Linked DNA regions of Mus musculus: region 2 is linked to region 1. The links are chromatin contacts, called in public Micro-C maps. All regions are on one chromosome and are shown on one strand. Each heading gives the region's core, a stretch centred on a gene start, on an enhancer-like site or on the middle of the called end of the contact. The rest is flanking DNA. Distances are from core to core; before and after follow the strand shown. Region 1 overlaps Pax3 (paired box 3). Region 2 overlaps Sgpp2 (sphingosine-1-phosphate phosphatase 2).

The links. Hi-C and Micro-C count contacts between places; a contact is called where the count stands out from the background.
Region 2: a Micro-C map of granulosa cells shows a contact between it and region 1, with 1.8 times the contacts expected there. The contact joins two enhancer-like sites. A contact is called at or near these places in 8 of 484 Hi-C or Micro-C datasets (the HPC-7 cell line, adipose-derived mesenchymal stem cells, granulosa cells and 4 more) and 1 of 115 datasets of contacts at active chromatin or transcription factors (embryonic stem cells).

The regions. Positions count from the first base shown.
Region 1 is chr1:78,147,034-78,150,216 of GRCm38.p6, forward strand. All of the region lies in intron 4 of Pax3 (paired box 3), which reads right to left. Among named protein-coding and RNA genes, the nearest start is that of Pax3, 49 kb to the right of the region's middle. Within about 2 kb of position 1,653, at least 13 of the 459 cell types and tissues checked have an H3K27ac peak or open chromatin away from gene starts, as enhancers often do. A contact at or near this core is called in granulosa cells, where this site is marked.
Region 2 is chr1:78,411,445-78,414,298 of GRCm38.p6, forward strand. All of the region lies in intron 4 of Sgpp2 (sphingosine-1-phosphate phosphatase 2), which reads left to right. It also overlaps the pseudogene Gm19072. Among named protein-coding and RNA genes, the nearest start is that of Gm51634, 56 kb to the left of the region's middle. Within about 2 kb of position 1,432, at least 11 of the 459 cell types and tissues checked have an H3K27ac peak or open chromatin away from gene starts, as enhancers often do. A contact at or near this core is called in granulosa cells, where this site is marked.

The sequences.
Region 1 (3,183 bases), core at 403-2,902:
TGGCTAGTGAAGGAAGACAACAGCCCCGATAATTAGCAACATAATTAAATGGCAAGAAGAAAACCAGGGACTGACCACAATTTCAAATTGCTTTCTATAGGCTCTCTCAAGGCACTCTTGTTTTATCCTGAAGGCTGCTTGTCCTAAAACTTTAAAAATCACCTCAAGGATTGTCAGGGACTCTTCTGAAAGTATACATCGAACCACAACATGGAGGTTTGGTGAATTGAAAGAGATTCCTCATGCCTCCTTAAATTCCCTACCTAGACCTTCCGATTCTAATCTCTATCTATCTCCACTTTACCTCACAGTCAAATCAGTAATTGGCTTGGACTGGATGGTTCATTGACTTCTATTCTTCAGTCAGCAGCAGCAGCAAGTACCTCCTTCCACCAAAGAAGCCCCAGCTCAGGACTTAAGGAAATAAATCGAAGTGTATTGCACTCGACTGCGCTCCAGAAAAAAAATAAAAATCATGCACACACATACACACATACACACACAACCACACAACCACACACACACACCACACACACCACACAACCACACAACCACACACACACACGACACACACATACGCACATACACTGTATCAATCATTTTAAGAACTAATCTTTATAATAAGGTTATTTTTTATTTCTTCTATCTAAAGTTTCGTTTCCCCTTAGCTCTTCATATAGCCTTGTGGGCTAGAGGTTCCCATCTTGTTTTTTTTTTTTTAAATGAAGCTGATACTTGATGTATTTAAAAGAAACTTGCTCAAAATTTCAGCAAGTCAGCTAGATAATAGAGTTACAAAAATAAGCCATCTTCACTCAAACACAGCCAGAAATTATATGGGGTCCTCTATTCCTTTGTATCAATCACAGATTTTGTCTTTTCATTCAAATCCTACCTATGGTCAAATAATGATCATTAGTAATCAATTTTATAAGAAATAAAATTAATATTTGAGTATTATTAGCTTTAAAATGTAGAGGGCTAATGATTACCATAAAACTGAGCATGTAGACAAAACTTTTGGTATGCTTTTAATTTATCAGTGGACTAGAACAAACTGACTTCCAGAAACCTTTGTGTGACTGTCCAAAAGACCAAGGCTTAGTCACATCTTGGCTCCTAGCCTGCCCTACTGTGTCCCTAGCCCAGAATTTCTTTCTGCCTGTCTTTATCACAGTGTTGTATGTAGCCCTAAAAACCTAGTTCCATAGTCTTACCTGGACTGACCAGCCACTAAAGACCTCCCTCCTCTCCTTCCCTCTCTCCTCCCTGCTTGTTCTCTCCCTCCCTCCCTCCCTCCTTTGCTCTCCCTGTCTCCCTTCCTTGAACTGCCAAGAACATTAGTATTTCCCATGTGTGTGCCAACTTTCCTTCCTCATTGAACTGTGACTAAAACTTACATGTCAACTCTTGATGCGACCAGGTTCATTTCTCTGATTGGCCACTTCCTTGAATTTGTACAAGGTTTTGGCTCTGTGTCCCCAGGGGTACTTGTTTCATTTTCAAGAGTCAAACAGTCAAAGCAACTAGGAAGCTTAGAGGAGGGGGGAAAAAAAACCAAAATCCAACCACGGGGCTCTGCTCCCTGCTATCAGGTTTAGAGGGAACTTGTCTCCTTGCTTGGCGGTTGAATAATTTTGCAAACTATTACAATGATCCAAGGTCATTCTAAGAGAAATGGCTTTGCATATCAGAGCTCGCTGGCTGTTTTGACTGTACACTGCCAGAGAGTTCTCAGAAGAGGGACGGGCTGATGGTATCATATGGCATCAGAAAAGGGGTATGCTCTATTCTAATCTTTCAGAGGACTGCAGGTCATTTTAGAGGCAACCCAGATTACAGGTACAGATGCTCTTCTGCTCTTCTCTGTTTCAGCAGTTGCCAGGAAGGGGGAAGTGTGAGGGTGTTTCTAGAAGGGTCACAAAAAAATGCTTCCCCTCACCACCACCGTTCTTTCCTTAAACTAAAGAGGAGGTAGGTATGTGAGCCCTTACACTGGACAGAACACAAGGGCCGAATGTGGTGGTGTAATCTCAGAAGTAGGGAGGCAGAAACAGAAAGGCTAGGATTTCAAGATCACCCTAGGCTACCTAGCAAGTTTGAGGCCAGCTCAGGCTAAGAGACCCCATTTAAAAAAACAAAAAATCCCTAGAGGGTATGAGACCTTCTGATTTCAGACAGTTGCCTATGTTTGTCACAGACTTCTAGTTTCTTTCTTTGAATGAGGGAAGATACCAGCAGAAGCACCTTACCCTCAAGGAAGTAAACTGTCCCTTGTCTCCAGCTTTACAACTTAAGCACTTTTTTTGTACCAACCTCCAGTATCCTACATATCTGTCAACTGTCCCTTGTCTCCAGTTTTATGACTTAAGCACTTTTTTTTGTTGTTTGTTTTTGCACCAACCTCCAGTATCCTACATATCTGTCAACGAGGATGTGTTTCTTCTATTTCAAAACAAATTGAAAACGTTCCAGTCTGCTATCAGAAGAAAATCCATATTTTGTTTTGTTTTGTTTTGTTTTGTTTTGTTTTGTTTTGTTTTTTGTTTGGGAGGGGTGTGCTAAAGCTTTTATAATTTGTGGATCCCTTTTCAAGGAGGTGAAAACTAGCATCCGGCTCAATCTCACCTGGATTATCTAGTAGAACCATGTCACGAAATAAATAGCAAAACAATTAAAAGAAAACAAAGCTAGGTTCTTTTGGCATACTGTCCAAAAGTCCACGACAATGTGACGCTTTGTGAAAAGCCTTTGCATGAGTCCGGAAGAAACCTTGGCCCATGAGAGTCCCTAACATTTCCTTTTTCCTTTTTCCCTAGTTGATTTACTTATCCATATGGGTATTTTGTCTGCACGGATGTCTGTGTGTGTAACTGGTGCCCACAGAGACCAGCAGAGAACATCAGATTCCCTGGGACTTCTGTTGCCAGCAGTTGAGAGCTACCAAGCAGCTGCGGGATGCTATCCAGGGTCTTCTTGAAGAGTAGCCCACTGCTCTTACCCACTGAGCCATCTCTGGAGCCCTGACATTTTCTTCACAATAATTCCACACCTCTCCCCTTGAACCTTGGTGAGGACAAATAGTTCCCAAGTAAATCAATCCCCTGTGCCATGGACACAGTGTAAAATGACCCTAAGCATCAGGAATGGCGACCATGCTCTCCTGAACTACACTACCAAAGA
Region 2 (2,854 bases), core at 182-2,681, 260 kb after region 1:
TGTCTTTCTGAACTGTTACACACGGACCCCCTATAATGGTTCTTCAATCACTGCATACAGGAAGCGCTCAATACATTCCCAGATGAGCACACACATCCTGGCACCAAACAGGCATCTTTCGAGGAGCCATCTGAGTGGCACCTGGTGTGCTGAGAAGCAGAATGGCCACTTGTGGCTTTCCTAAGCAACAGTGGAAATGTTCATCTCTGGAAATGTTTTTGAAGGTTTGGGGGTTTTGGGGGGGGGGGGTTGTTTTATTTGTTTTGTTTTGAGACTAGTGGTAGAACCAGCCTCAGCTACAGAATAAGACCTTGTCTCAAGGAAAGTTATTTAAAAATAAAGCTTAGAGCATTTGCAGTTCTTCTATGTAGAAGTATTTACAAAATAATTTTGTTATAAGAGATTTACAGTCCCCAACTTGGAAATCTCACTAGATATGGCTCAAGTGTCTTTCTTATGAAAATACCTAAATACCTTTATTATAGTATCACTTTCCATGGATGAAAATCCAAATGTATGACTAGAAGGGAGGGGGAAAACTCCATATTCGGCCATGATGGCTAAAATTAGTTTTGCCTCAAATGCTGGGGCTGTGGACTAAAATAATTTAGTTTGGATTGAAGATGAACACAATTAAGTTTATAAAGACTATTCCAACCAGATGTCAGGGACTTTGGCAACCATAATTACAAAAGAAGACAGGAGGAACCAGGGTAAATTCTTATTTATACTTTGAAACAATGGGTAGCCAACACCCCAGCCTCCTGACTCTGCCAGCTAGTGTCTGGTCTACTCTAGTCCTGACGCTTTGAGAAAGACTGCAAATAAATCGGCAACCTTAGCTCAACCTTGACTTTCTGGCCGGAAACTTTTAATGAGCCCAGAGGAAAGTATTCATCACAGCAAAGACAAAATAAGGCAAGTGTATGAAGTGTGCTCTTAGCCTTTCGTTCAGGGCCAAGGGAGATCACTGCCAACTGTGGGGATACATGACAGTGCGTGAGAGAGGCATAGCCCTAGAGCCGAGCCTTAGAGAGGAGCTGTAAGAACTTGCCAGGTAGAGATGGCTGGAGCACACTTAGCTTCTGAAAGGAATACAAAACTGTCCTCGGTGTGTTTAACAAACAGCAAGTGGGCTCAGCCTTGACCAGAGAAGCTTCTGTTTGCAGTGGACAGCGGTTACGTGGGCAGAGACCAAGAACTGGTCAGAATATGGAACTAAGTGTCTCTTGAGAGCACAGTCCTAAACAGGACATCTGCACCACGCCCTCTAAGGCTCAGGGAACGCTGTGGAAGAGAGAGCAGAAAGAAAGACCAAGGCCAGAGCACGGGGAAGTGCGCTGTGAAAAGATGTTTTCAGGACCTGGCCTTGCACTCAGGAACTTACAGCAGCAGAAGCAATCCCAAGACCTGCTCAGGACAGCGCCCAGAAGTAGCCTATCAGGGAAAGGGGCGGGGCTCATGAGGCCCCGCCTCTCCCCAGGGAACCCTTAATGGTTATTAGGGAAGTCTTTTTCTTTCTAAGTAGAAGTTGCCCATGCTCCAACTCACTGTGTAGATCAGGCTAGCCTCAAACTCAGAGAGATCTGCCTGCATGCCTCCCAAGTACTGGGATCAAAGGGGTGGGCCACCACGCCTGGCTCAAAAAACAAAACAAAACAAAAAAGTTTAAAATTTCAGAAAGCAAGCAGACCCATTTGCGTGCCGTGGGAAAGCAGTGCGGAATTCCTGGAACCTGTTGAGGATTTGGACCGTGCTCAGGCTCTAGGCTGCTGTCCCTGGGTTTATTTACTTTTGTTCTAACTTTACATTCACTGAATCCAGATTATGCTGGGGACTATGCAGAGTGTAGATTCCTGGCTGCACTCTGGATCAGATGGGGGAAGAGTGTGGCACAACCTAGGACCTTCTGGGAAGAGAGTTTCGACTGATTAATCTGTCAGTCTCCATGAGACCTGCAGCCATCAAGGCAGCCGCAAGAGCAACCATGGCTGGAGGGCCAAGGAAGAGTGAGCCATCTGGCCTTGGGAGACTTTCTTCCAGAAGGGACCTGAGCTGCTTTATCTCTGTGGATGAGGCAAATGCCCCTTTTATCCCTGTTGACTTCCTTCGGGGTCAAGACTGGCGGAGGTGACGAGCTGTCTCCAACTCTTAACAGTAGTGTTCCTTTAAACACATAGACAAAATACTCTGGTCCTCAGCGGACCCTCTGCACGGAGGTCCCTGCTCACCCCGCCGTGCATGGGCAGACTCAGGTGCTTAATTCAATTTCACATAAATCCAAAGGAAATAAAAAGCACATCCAGGTGATAGAGAATTCCAGTGTGGAGTCCCCTTCCCTACTGTGTACCCAAGTGCACTGCTCTGCAAATATGTACCTGCCTGTGTTCCAAGCTTTTTGTCAGTCAAAATAGAACCATGTCTTACATATACTACCCAGCAGCTTGCCTCGTTACTTATTGGAGGATTTAACGGTTTGCTATGCTGTGTCATTTTAAAAACATCATCCTTTTAAGCCGTGTAGAAATAAGCATGTAAAAACTCTGCTCAACAAAGTGTTTCTAAAGCCATGCAAGGAAATAAATATATTATCTGAAATTGGGTTGTCTATTCAGTTCCTTAAAATGTTATAGCAGCCAGGAGATCTTTAAATCCAGGTGGGCAGAGCCTCCAAAAGCTGTCTGCCTCACAGATCCCAGCTCCTGTTAGCTTCTGTCACCTGCTCTTGGCAGGTAAGACGGGCACATGAATGGCATCCTCGAGATGGAGGTCCCCTGTGTACCTTTTTACAAGGTAGATATTCTCACTCACATAGTTCCTTCCCGTTGCTGAGCTTTCTGGGTACAGAGCTCTA